Linked DNA regions of Zea mays: all the other regions are linked to region 1. The links are chromatin contacts, called in public Hi-C maps. All regions are on one chromosome and are shown on one strand. Each heading gives the region's core, a stretch centred on a gene start, on an enhancer-like site or on the middle of the called end of the contact. The rest is flanking DNA. Distances are from core to core; before and after follow the strand shown.

What was found. A called contact is a pair of places that touch in the nucleus more often than the background predicts.
Region 2: a contact with region 1 is called in a Hi-C map of ear, with 1.9 times the contacts expected there. The contact joins the promoter of LOC103653034 here to the promoter of LOC100272774 in region 1. A contact is called at or near these places in 3 of 25 Hi-C or Micro-C datasets (ear, endosperm and tassel).
Region 3: a contact with region 1 is called in a Hi-C map of ear, with 2.4 times the contacts expected there. The contact joins the promoter of LOC100282699 here to the promoter of LOC100272774 in region 1. A contact is called at or near these places in 4 of 25 Hi-C or Micro-C datasets (bundle sheath, ear, endosperm and 1 more).

Annotation. Positions count from the first base shown.
Region 1 is chr4:32,118,867-32,123,295 of Zm-B73-REFERENCE-NAM-5.0, reverse strand. It overlaps LOC100272774, which reads right to left and starts at 2,201. Exons shown (of 6, transcript NM_001147227.1): 1 at 2,103-2,201; 2 at 1,850-1,982; 3 at 1,607-1,710; 4 at 505-837; 5 at 274-414; 6 at 1-191. The coding sequence starts at 585. It overlaps TRNAW-CCA (transfer RNA tryptophan (anticodon CCA)), which reads left to right and starts at 3,718; the gene lies at 3,718-3,789.
Region 2 is chr4:31,295,518-31,299,946 of Zm-B73-REFERENCE-NAM-5.0, reverse strand. LOC103653034 (histone-lysine N-methyltransferase ATXR3) reads left to right here and starts at 1,933. Exons shown (of 21, transcript XR_565197.4): 1 at 1,933-2,258; 2 at 2,379-4,379.
Region 3 is chr4:32,768,377-32,772,805 of Zm-B73-REFERENCE-NAM-5.0, reverse strand. LOC100282699 reads right to left here and starts at 2,532. Exons shown (of 10, transcript NM_001155606.2): 1 at 2,356-2,532; 2 at 876-1,896; 3 at 141-225. The coding sequence starts at 1,841.

The sequences.
Region 1 (4,429 bases), core at 952-3,451:
TCTGGGGTCAATGGTGTGTTAGAAGGTGGACGTATTGCTGCTTTTGGGACTTCAGGAAAATCCAGTGAGTCAAGACCGGTATCTGACTCGCAGTCTTTGTCAGGCCGCTCGGCAGCACTTGCCGCTACTGTTTCCTCGTGTTTCTCCTTGGGAAGAGGTAGTGTGGAGCCGTTGAAGTAGGTCGGGCCATTCTAAGAAGGGAAAACATAGTATCAAGTAAGATTTGAATCATTGAACTAACCATGTTAGTCACAAATCCGTATATATATTTACCAATAGATCTTCATGAGGTTTGAGAAATTCTATCTCTGTCTCTGATGGATCCCAGTCAACTTCATGTTCCTCAGCTATCTCCTTCAGCAGTTTCAACTTTGCATGGACAGGAGGAGGACGAATAGAAAGTAGTTCAATTATCTGCAGAAGCATTAATTCTGATGTGTTACAAACATCCAAAACAACCTGAAAACAAGGTTAAACCAGTTCGAATTCAAAGTGTCATATAACCTGACGATTGACCCCGCAATCAGGCATCAACTCTGAAGCTGCAGCGACAAATTCCTTCCCATATTTAGTTGCAAACATCATTTGAACTTGTATCAGTTCAGGTAGATCTGCACATCTTGGAGCAGCGAAACAGATACTTGATATTGCTTCTTTGAGATCAATAGGACACTCCCTGAAGCCAACAAAACAAGGAAACACAATTCAGTCAGACTTATCTGCATCTCTTGCAGAATTTTTAGTCACAAAACAGTTAATCAATTTTATCAACTATAGCCCATTTGTATTCACGAGCAGGATTCAGGATCCCTGCTTTATACTTCAAGATAATACGCCCTATAAAAAAGGCAGCAGCAAAGAAAATATCATCAGTAACATCCTTGGAGTTGGGATTACAATGGTTATGTCTTCAAACAAATAAGGAATGTAAGAATGCAGAGGGTATAAGAACGAAGATAACTTGTCCCTGTTGCCAAATGGACATATTGGGCCCGTTCGTTTCCCTATGCTAAATTTTAGCACCTATCACATCGAATGTTTAGATGCTAGTTATAAGTATTAAATATAATTTAATCAAAAAACTAATTATATAGATAAAAACTTAACGACAAGACAAATCTATTAAACCTAATTAGTCAATGATTCGCTAATGTGATGCTACAGTAAACATTTGCTAATCATAGATTAATTAGGATTAAAATTTGTGTCTTATTATTTAGTCTTCATCTATATAGTTATTTTTATAATTAGACTATATTTAATACTCATATTTAACATTCGATATGACATATACTGAACTTTAGTCGCTGGAACGAAACACCCTTAAAGTAATGGTTATCTTTAGGGTCCAAGTCTCTGCTAAGAACACATTGGAATGGAACAAACACAGCCATAGTCCACTATAGCAGTCAAGCAAGGTTATGTTCGCTATAAAAACCAGTTACTGGAAATCTCAAGGCCTCAAGGGAGCTGGTGGTCCAGCACAGTTTGCCATATCCAGGGGCAACAAAGCACACCCGTGGGCCGTGGCCTCATGAACAAGCAAACAGTGATCGCAATTACAGGCTGTAAAATTGAAGTCAGATAGAGGGCCAGAGGGGCGAACCTTTGGGTCTCGATGATGGGCAGGCGCACAGCGATGAGCTCGCAGAAGAGCTCGAGGATCTCCTGCGCGGCCATCATGTTCTCCTCCCGGATGATGTGCTCCACCTGCATCCGCCGCAGCCGCAGCTTCCAATCAGCCAAGCCAAAAAAAAAGCCCCCGACCCAGTCCTCACCTCGCCCACCCGGCCAGCTCTACCCTGATCTAAGCATATGCATATCCCCTGACAGCGAGGAGCGTACGTACCCTGATCCGCGCGGTGGCCTCCTGGCCGGCCTCGAGAAGCTTGGCGATGTCCCGGCGCATCTGGCGCAGCTGCAGCTCCCGCCGGTTCCGCAGCAGCTTTATCCGCGGGATCGACAGCTTCAGCAGCGTCTTGCTGCGCACGCACGCACACACCGACACACGACATCAGAAACCAGAACTAACCAACGCGGACCAAAGCTTCCCGCCCCTTCCGAGAACATCCCCGGAAAAAAAAAGAAACGCCCGCGCGTACCACTTGGCGCCGCGGAAGCCGCCGCCGCCGCCGCCCTTGCCGAAGAAGGCGTCCATCACGGCGCAGCGTCGCCGTTCGGACGCGACGTGACGGGAGGTAAGCGAGGGTTTGCTCGATCGGGTGTCAGCGGGGGATTTATGCGGCGGGGGGCGATCTGGTTGGAGACGAAGGGGGGAGTGGTGAGCGATGGGGTGGAGAGGTGAAGCCCAGCCGGGCGCTTGCGGCGACGTCCGTCAGGTCGGTCGACGGGACGGGCGGCACCTGCTACGCTGACGAGGGAGCCCAGCCGTTCGATTGGGACACGTGTACGGCTGACAGGGATACTTAGGGGTTGGTTAACGTCGCGGTTTGCGCTGACGACGGGTTTCGCTGTTTGCTATCGCAGACAACTTGGCCCTGCGGGAGACGTCGGTTTGCTTCGCTCCAAAGGAAACTATAGTTTGGATGCATCACACAAATCAGCGGCGAAGCTAGAGCAGAGAGTGCAACTCTCTTATGGGTGCATAAGATATGTGGAATGCTTATATAGTGAAATTTTGATTATTGTAACTGAATTTTGGACTGTGGAGGATGCATGTGTATCCACAACTAACCAGGTAGCTTCGTCCTTGACACAAACAATTTGCCGATTAGTTTTAGCATCTCCCTCCAAACAGACTAGCTAATAAATAAATAAATTATTAGCTAGAGATCTAACAAATTGTTTATCTATTAGTCATTTAAGATCTAATTGATTTATGGCTAACCATACCTCTCTTTGCCTAAGGTTAGTCATTCAAATTTAAGAACTAAACTTAGTCAAAAAAACTAGACAAAGTATGGCAAATTAGATAGCAAGCTAAATAGACATTTAATCTTGTTAATATATGCTAATAGACCATAATAAAAAGAAGAATACGATCCATACTCTTGCCAGTTTATTTGTTTTTTCTCATGACCAATTGTTTGCCGTGCAAGGTAAAAACTAACTATTTAGTATGTTTAGTCATCTATTAGATAAGACTTCAAACATATCACGACTAATTATTTGCCCGTTAATTATTAGCCACTCGCAATCGATTAGAGGATTCAAACATGGACTTATTGGATCTCTGGATCGGACGTCTAGGATTGACCTATACTAGTTCTCGTAGCGTGTATGATTGGTTGGGTGATACCGAGACCCATCCGCGACGATGCCTCCTTTGCGCCAAATGATGGATTTGACGCCAACTGCGTTCTTCGATCCTAGCATCAGAGACGAGGACCAGAATGCTAACAAGGAAGCCTTAGGGTTACGTGCAACTCACAAACTGTGTTTTGAGCTCAACTATAATACTACTCTCTTCATTCTGAAATGCACGCCATTTTTGTTTTTATCTAAAAAAAACCCAGCCCATGAGATGTGATGTAGCTAATCTTTTGTTGTACTTAATACTTAACTGTGTACCTTTTTTAATAAAAAAGTAACAGACTAGAGAAGTTTACTTATAATAACAAACTAAAACAGATTGCACTTTGGAGCGTAGGGATTAAATTAAACCCGTAATGCTCGAACTCCAATTGAATTATAGATTACATTGTGGTCTACTACAATAACATACATAACATTTGATTCGGCATTTAGGAATCAACCGGATCCGTGGCGCAATGGTAGCGCGTCTGACTCCAGATCAGAAGGTTGCGTGTTCGATTCACGTCGGGTTCAAATCCCTGAATTAAGTCCAGTTTTTTATTATTATTATTTTGCGCTTCTTTCTACTATTTAATGCTCAGATGCCCGTACGATGCAACGGCATATGAATTATTTGATAAAAATGTTAAAACACAAAGATTATATAAATAAACAACACATATTATCACTAACTTCAATATCTTTTTTTTGCCAACAACCAATATAGAACTAAAATGATATAAAATCAAAGCATCAAAGCATACAACAATGTAAATATCACAAAAAAGTCTAAGAATGAGGCGTGCCTTACCGCACACAATCTCGAAAACGGGGCTTTCGGACACAACTATAGCTACCTTCTTCATTCGGGAGACGCAACCGCCATTCCCAAATCACGTAGCCATGGCGAAAACACCGCTCGCCATTTTCGTGAGTGAGCACTGGTCTATGAATGGATCAGTTTAATGAATTCTTGAATTCTACCTGGTCATCAACAATAAAAAACCTTCCCATTGTTAACAAAAGAACAAACTATAAATGTGACTATAACTTCACCAACAGCAGTGAAAGTTTTGTACTTGTGTCTGTGTCTAGCAAGCAAACAAGCAATGGTGTGGACTCTATCACGACTTATGTTATGCTTCTAACCTGAAATCTGAAATGCAGAACAGAA
Region 2 (4,429 bases), core at 684-3,183, 820 kb after region 1:
TTTTATCCTGTAGATGGCAGCTTTGTTTAATACAGGTTTCTCCTGAATCTCACACTTCTCACTAATGTAACTGCTTATAAGAAGTGCAGGTGAAATTAATAGTCTTAATACCAAAGATTTTGTTCAAGATCATTTGATTGTATTATTCCATTATTTCTCTTACCATTTAGTGTGTGTATGACTGTATACATACACATGGCCCCATAGTAGTACGTTCCACGTGTTGCTTCCAATGCATGAACATAGTCACTTGTGTTGTATAGGTGTTTAGGCATCTGGTAGGTTTTTGCAAGGGTTTAGGAGAAAAACTGTATTTATATCCGCAATCAGCAAAACTATGTAACTTACTCGGTTGTAGATGATGGATGTTAGAAACAAGGGCGTAGTGCGTGTTCTAATGCTCAGTTCTGTTGTATTCTATTTTTATGTAAACTTATTAGCAATTATTTATATCGTGGCCCTTGTATACACTGCATACTTTTTGTACATTGCACTTGCATCCGTTCCTATTTCACTCTTTCTCACCCGCTTATTTTCACGTGTGTCCTCCGAATGTATCATTGAACATAAAGACAAACAAATATAAGAGCACTAACATTTTATCGAATATTCTGTATGTCGTTGCAACGCACGAGCATCTAACTAGTAAACTAATAAACCACAAATCACCATATTAACTTAGGTATTTTTCCAAAAGTACCGTGATCATTTTAGAAATACTAGAACTCATGTTGAGTGTAAAATGCACTGTGGGCCCTCTTTGCTCCAAACAACATCCATAGCTGGAGTCGCGAGAAAGGGTTCTCCATCTCATAACAAGAAAACATGTTGTAAAATTGATTTAGGTCCTCTTTAGGCCCATTAGCTGGCACTAGTTAGTTAGGTATTATTTTTATCTGATAGTTGTTTATTTAGGTCTAGCTAATAATTAGTTAGTCTATTATCTATATACTTGTGTCTGATTTGATAATTATTAGAGAAAATCTCTATATGCCACTATATATTTTTTCAATACCTTATTCGTCATTGTAAATGCTTTAATCTCTTCTGTATCGACCGGATGCAAATTTTTTTTATCCTTTTAAGCCATCACCAGTGACATAGAAGAGTAATAAAATTGTAGTCCTAAATACCTTCTATGCTACCGACGATGACATAAAAAGGTAAGAAATTATATTTGAGTAACATAGACGCGATTATGATATTTTATGATGACAAATAAGATAATGAACGTAATTATAGTGACATGCTAAGAAAACTGCTCCTAATTATTACTACTATCCACCTTAAGCACACCAGATCACAGGGGACCAACATGCAAATACATCGGTACAGTTTGGTTACATGCATCCTCAGCGCCTGAGTCGCGCGGGCTTGCATCCGTGGAAACGGATGAATTTTACTTCTCCACGCGTACAGGCCAACAAAGAGAAAAAAAGACTATTTTGCATGTGTGCGTACAGGTCCGGATGCTACCGTGCAGTTAACCAAACATATGCACAAGGACGGTCAACGCATACGAAGGATCAGGCCGCGGGCGTCCGGCCAACCAATCAGTGAACCAATGGTGCAATAGAAAACCGTTGGCACCGTCTCCAGCACCTATTCTATCCTACCTTCTATTTCAATTTTTTTATTTTAAACTCTACTTCATAACTATACACTCTATAAGAGTGTATCTAGCACATTATCTCATCTTTTATTTAAATTTCACTTTACAAATAATATCGTCTATATTTCCATATCTCCTATTCTACGCTATTAATAACTATACTATATTATATTGTAGGTATGTTTGGTTTGCGCGGGCGGAAGGCTGCCTGATCCAGACAACGCTCCCAGTCGTTGCCTCGTTGGGAGCTGATCCTTTGCCTGTTTGATTTTCACCGTCTGGGGCTGATCCTTTGCCTGGCAGGCATTTGCCTGTGACAAGCAAATAAGCCAACACTGCGTCCCGTCTTCATTCCTTGCCCTTCGTTCGGGCTTCGGCCCCTCCACTCCACATAAGAGCGAGGCCCCAGTCGCGGAGGAGGCTTTACGAATCCCAAAAAGCAAACACACACAAACCCAGGAGATAGCACCCCGCGCTCGCGCTCGCGCCCGCGCCACGACGCGAGAGCGCGCGAGGCGTGGAGCCCTAAATCCCGGAAGCTTCCGAGGCCGCTCGCCGGGGGCGGGAGAGGGAGCTCGCCGCCGGTGACGGAGCCCTCGCCGCCGTAGATCTCCCGATCTGAGACGCCGCTTCTCAATTCCCTACAGTTACGGGCTCCGATCCGCGGCCGCTTCGATCCGGCCGGTTCCTCCGCGCCAATTCGCGCCCCTCACATTGCTGCTGCTTGATTCCTCCCTTGGCTGAAACACTGCTGCTCTGTGATTAGGGTTTTTCGGTGCCGGCGACGGAGATGACTGTGGAGAGCCCCGGGGAGCTAGGCTTCTGAAGCGCACCGTGGGGCACAGCTTGGCGGACGACGGCCCCCGACAGCCAACTAGGTTTTCCATGGGAGATGGGGGTGTCGCGTGCGCCGTCCGCGCAGTCGAGGGCTTCCATGCCGGCGCCCTCGTGAGGAGAGGAGGAGCGGGAGAAGCGATGCCGGATAAGGGGGAGAAGGCTCATGGACACCACCACCAGCAGCAGCACTGGAAGAACCAGCAGTCAGCGTCAGCTACTGACCTGGAGGAGGGGGAGCTGCTCAGTGGGGAGGCGGAGACCAATGGGTTGCCTGAGAGGAGCATGCCACCTAAGAAGTGGAGGAAGGTGCTGGCAGCCTCCGCAGCTGCTGTGGAGGTGGAGCCTGGGGAGATTGTGAGTACGAAGCAAGCAGTGCCATTGAAGAAAGCAAGGAGAAATGGGGAGGTTGACAAGGTAGAGCTGCTGCCGGAGAGGCAGAGGAAGGTAAAATCTTCTGGGAAGAGCACCAGGAAGTCTATCAAGGATGACATGGAGCCAGGGGAGATTGCACCGCCAGAAAAAAGGCGAGATGCCAAGTCCCAACGGGCTGATGATAACAGCAGGAGGCCAAGTTCATCTGCCCAGAAAAGCTCCTTGCGGGATTCTGATGAAGAGCCTGGTGAAATTAAGCCAGAGAGCAGCACCAGTGGCAGTCTAAGGAAGAACCAGCCAACAGAGCCCCACAGCATTAACCACAAGCACCACACTGACACCTCTGACCAGTCAGGATCAAAAAGTCATAGGAAGGGTCCGAAGGGAGAAGGGAAGAGATCTGCTGCCAGGCATTTGTCTGGGAGAAACCGTGAGATATCATCACCAACACGGGATCGGCGTGATCGGCACGAGAGGAGCCCAGGCATCTTGGGTCGTTTTCCTCATGAGCGCTCTCGTCATGACAGGTATGACAGGAGCCCGAGCCGCTTAGAGCGTTCCCCACATCGAGAGCGTGCTCGCCACTACGAAAGCAGAGACCACAGCCCATATGTTTCACCTCGACATAGAGCTCGTCAGCCCCATTTCAGGGATAACACGCCAAGTCGTGTTGATAATTTCCCTCGTGGGAGAGTCCAGCGTGAGGATGTCAGAGACCGTAGCCCATTTCTTCACGACAGATCGCCTTCTGAACGTTTTCGGCCTACTGATACTCATGAAGCAAGCAAGAAGAGCAGAAGTGGCAACAACTCAGAAAAGTCACAGCACAAAAGCAAATCAGCGAAGCAATCTTCAAAGACCAAGAGTGGTAGCAATGAGAAGAATGAGAAAATCTCCAATGAAAAGCCCACTGAAAGCAGTAAGTACACTGAACTGCCACCGCCACCTCCACTACCGCTGCCACCACCGCCGCCTCCACCACCTCCACCTCCACCTCTGCCACCTGCTGTACCGCCTCCCCTGCCTCCACCACCAGAACCTGAGCCAACTGGAGTTCTAGCCGAAGATATGATAGAAGACATGGATATCTGTGACACCCCACCTCACACTAGTGCAGCACCTGAACCCACGGATCCAATTTATGATATAGGGAGGTGGTTTTACCTTGATCACTTCGGTATCGAGCAAGGACCTTCCAAGCTTGCTGTATTGAAGAAGCTGGTGGAAGATGGATATCTTCTTTCTGACCATTTGATAAAACATGCTGATAGCAACCGATGGGTGACTGTAGAGAATGCAGCTTCACCACTGGTGCCATCTGATTTCCCCTCTTTTTATTCGGACACTTCAACACAGATGGTTAACCCACCAGAAGCACCAGGAAATTTGCTCGATGAAGCTCTAGAGGAGGCTTCTAACTTGGCATCAGGTTCTGAGGATAAACAAATGGTGGAAGCTTCTGCAGAAGATAGTGAAGAATTCTATATTAATGATAGGGTTGAAGCACTGATGGATGGATCAATTTTGGTGCATGGCCAGGAGCTCGAGATCATTGGAGGTAAAGTTCTCTTTGCTATATTTGAAGATCCACGTGTTTTTGATGTGGTC
Region 3 (4,429 bases), core at 1,283-3,782, 650 kb before region 1:
AGCATATGAGCCTAAGGACTAATTTTAATTTGTGTTTAAAAGTTTACATGTGTAACTGATATATTAATTACAGAAGGAAAATCCAGTATAAGAGGGGAAGTGTAAAATAGATAGCTCCAGTCCAGATGTTTATGGCTTACCTATTTCAGCCCAACAACCCCTGGTCTCTGGATGCTTATTACTTTCCCCAATCATCTGTAACCCTTTCTCTCCTAATTGCTTCAACTATATTGATGAAACATTACAAAATTGAAGTATGAATCATGGTGAGCACATAAACTATAGCCACCACCCACCTATTTATTTATTTGATAAACAGAACAAGTAGAAACATGATATAGCCCCGAAACTACAGAACAATTAATATATGTAATACTGGTTACTAATCAAACATAGAACATGAGAATACCAAAACATATCGGTTAAGCTTATGTGAAGAACATTCTGAACTCCCCCATTAAAGTTAATGCAAAAAAAATAAGCATAACAAGAGTGATTTACATGAATGCTGAACACTGAGTTGAACTACCTTATACAAACAACAGTATATGAAAATATAAGTACAAAATGACAAGTTCATTCCATCAATATGTTCAGCATTTCAGCATATAACTGACAACAATCGGGTAGTAGGCAAATTAAAATTGGATAAAGAATTGTTGAGATCCATCTTTGTAAATTAAAGAATAATAATCCACATCACTTAGTAACAAATAATAGTAACCATTGTCTCAAACTTCCATGTCTACATAGCTTCCTATCAATTAGCATGCTAATACATTACCATACACTTATTAGCAAGCAAAGGTACTAAATAGAATGCATATAATTTGTGAAACCCAGCAATATATAAACTATAAAGCAAGAGAAGAAACCTCTGCATATTTCAATATCGCTTCCATTAGCTTTGCATCTTCCTCAGGGCTAAACCGTCGTCCATGCACAAGTTCAGTTTCACCACTCCCATCACCCTCTACATCATCACTACCACCTATATTAAACACCTCCACATGATCAGTGAAGCTCACTCGTCTACACTTATCCTTCTGCTTTCCCATGTTTTCTTTCTCTCTTTCACCGCCACCATTCTCATCCTCACACATTTTTTTCTCTTTGTTATTCTTACCATTCTTGCCCTCTCCAACTAGTGTATTTTGTCTTAGGTCAACACCATCATTTCTCTCTTTTCTCCTCTTCTTCTTGCTATCTGTCTTCTTCCCAATCTTTGACATATCAGATTTATTGTCCTCTTCCAAATCCAAGGTAACTAAATACTCTTTTTCCGTCCTCTTATCTTCCCCTAAAACAATTTGATTACCAGAAGAACCATTTGAGGCAGTCTCGTCATCCTGATGCTTTCGTTTGTGCTTCTTTGACTTCCTATCATGTTCCCTTTCTCTGCTGTTCCTCTTCGTATCTTCTGACCCAACATTTTCATCAGCATCGAGTATCTGCTTCTGGCCAATAGTTTCAACCTCTTTATCTTTCCTCTTTTTCTTCCTGTGTTTCTTCGCAGAGCTTTTGCTCGTAACAGCCTCTGCATGCTCCAAGCAGGAGTCTTCAGCCATCTTGGCTGACACATCAGCTTGCTCCATCTCAATGCTATGGTTCCTGGCACATGAGCTATCAGAATTGCTGCCCTGACCCTTGTCCTTATGCTTCTTCCCCTTCTTCCGTTTCTTCTCTTCTTCGGTTACTTGGCAGTCTTTCTCCTCCTTGTTGCTCATAACAGCCTTACCCTCATAATCGCCGCTCTGACCCATGTCCTTATGTTTCTCCCTCTTCTTCCGCCTCTTCTCTTCTTTGGTCATTTGGCATTCTTTCTCCTCCTTGTTGCTCATAACAGCCTTGCCCTCTGTATACTCTGTTCTGGAAACCCTCTCCGTTGCCTCTTTGCTGCTGCCCAAAAACACAAGGAAATTGACCGACATTAGTATTTAGTGAGGTTTCACTTAAGTCCTATATCTAGCACCAGTGGTGGACCTCCGGAACGGATCAGACTATGGGCTGACTACTCAATAACTATCATGGTCGATAATTATCAGGGTTCTAAAAAGTGGCACTAAGCGCACGCTTCAACGCTAAGATGACGGGTAACGCTTCGCTTTGGGGCGTAAGATTCCATATCACACTCCCTATTTCAAACTTCACTCTGCAAATACTGCAATTTACATGCAATTTACAGTGCTGGAGATGCCTAAGCGCTCCCAAAGCGGCGCGGCGCGACCGCCTTGGTGCAGCGGCGGCTGCTGGCTGCCGCTGCCCTCAGACCGCGCGCGGCTGTCCGCCGGGGCCGGGCGCCGTTGGCGATCGGAGGGGGGTAGAGAGAGAGAGGGGGGGGGGGGGGGCACGCACGCAGGGCCACCGGCCGGTGTGCGGAGGACGAGGCGACTGGCGAGAGGGGAAGCCGCTGACGCCGTCGCTGAGAGCCCGAGGCTGAGCGCTGCCACCGTCGCCTACGTGCCGAGCGCGAGCAAGGGAGGGAGCGGAAGATGGAGCGTCGGCGCTGCAAGGAAGAATGAAGAAACGGCGGCGGCTGTATGCCTCGCTGGAGCAGCGAAAAGGTTAGGGTAAAGAAACGTGTGGTGGAACTTGGGTTTGGGCTGAATTCAGGCTGTGTCCAACGAGGTCAGTGCTGAAAAATCCAATTCCTCTCCTATACCAAACCGTTTGAAATCCAAAAACCGGTCACCGAAAACGGTTTACCACCGGTGAATCGACGGTTTTCACCAAAATCGAACGGTTTTTAATTTAAAAACTTTCGAAAACCGGTAAACTTTCAGCCGGTTTTTTAAATCCTTGCTCTCCACTTCTCGAGGAACGTCCAGGACGAGTCGGCGGTCAATTGACACCTCAGTCCTCACATGAGCTTCCAAAGCAGTTTTCGAGGGATTGTCTCTCTCACATAAGCCAATCTCATGGATTTGGGCTTTTCAGGCATTGGTCTAGCATTTATTAGCACATGTACAGCCTAAATATTATATTATATATGATTCTCTAAGCATTAGATATATCTAAAAAATATTCATACAACTCAATGTATCTAAAATTTATATTTGATTCATTAGAAGTGTTGAGCCCACTTTTGGGCAGGCGGGCAATCCGCACTGATGGCACACACGTAGAATTAGTTAAGTTCCGAGTTTATATTTGCGGGATTTGTTAGCTAAATCTGCGGGATTAACTCGGAAACCGACGTGTAACGGGGCCAAACCTCCCCTTTTATATAAATGAAGGCTGGGACCGATTGGGACCCGAAAAATCGATCAATCAATCAATATACATCTAGTTCTTTACATTTTGTCGTAGGAGTAAACAATAACTTAGTTTTCTCTTTAAATCTTCACATTATCCAGCTGTACGTCGATTAGAGGCGTCTTGGGTGGCCTACCGATCCCAAGACACCATATGATCTCTCATCCCCGATGGGGTCCATCTCGGGAGCGAGATCAGACGCCATCGCCGAACTTCGTCGCCCCTGCGCACGCGCGGACCCTCCAGACACCAGGCGTGGACCGTCCGGCTTGTCAGGCAGGAACCTTTCGGCCCCTGGCCCGGACCGTCCATTCCTCTGTAGATAGCACCGGTGTCGGTTCTCATCGCAGCGATTAGCGCCCGGATTAGCGCTAGCAAGAAGCCCTCAAGATACGAATCATTTTATGTGGGTTATATAAGTGAAACTGTATCTAGACCTAGAGAACCATGCTAGAGACGTTCATTCATCAAGATATATTTCGTGTTTTTTCACTTACTCACTTGATATCCCTTGAGATACGGATCATTTTGGACTTGTTCGATTTCATCAAATCCATATAGATTGTAGAGGATTAGATAGATTTTAATCCACAACAAATCAAAATCCTTCACAAATTTTCCAACCTCTTCCAATTCATAAAATATAGGAATAACTGAACAATATCTTATATGGGTGTACATGCCCTTAGCGTCGGTAGTTTGGTTGTCAACAAGACACCAAAGGCAAAAGGAAACGGGTTCAACCTTTTTCGAGCCCTTATAAAACACGCTTCTTTGGGTTGCCTGTCCGTTAATACGAGAAATCTGATGATAATTTCCGTTTCTTCAAAAATAGGGAGGGGATAATGCATTAGGTTGAGTCCAGTGCACCGCCTCCCTCTCGCCCCTGCCACGTCAGCTCTCGCCTCCACTCTCGCCCCTGCTGCTCCAGTGCACAGGCTGCAGCAGGCTACAGCCTCAGGCTATAGCCACGTCAGCTTTTTTATTTCAGAATTAAGTAATTCACGCGGATTTATTTCAACGCTCAGAAAACACACAACATAATATTTTTTATTGAATTAAAAATTACAAAGTACATAATAATTAAAATAAAATGACATGATAATTAAAATAAAATTACATAACTCTAATCGGACTCCTCGATCTCATCCTCATCTTTCTCCTCTTCACGTTC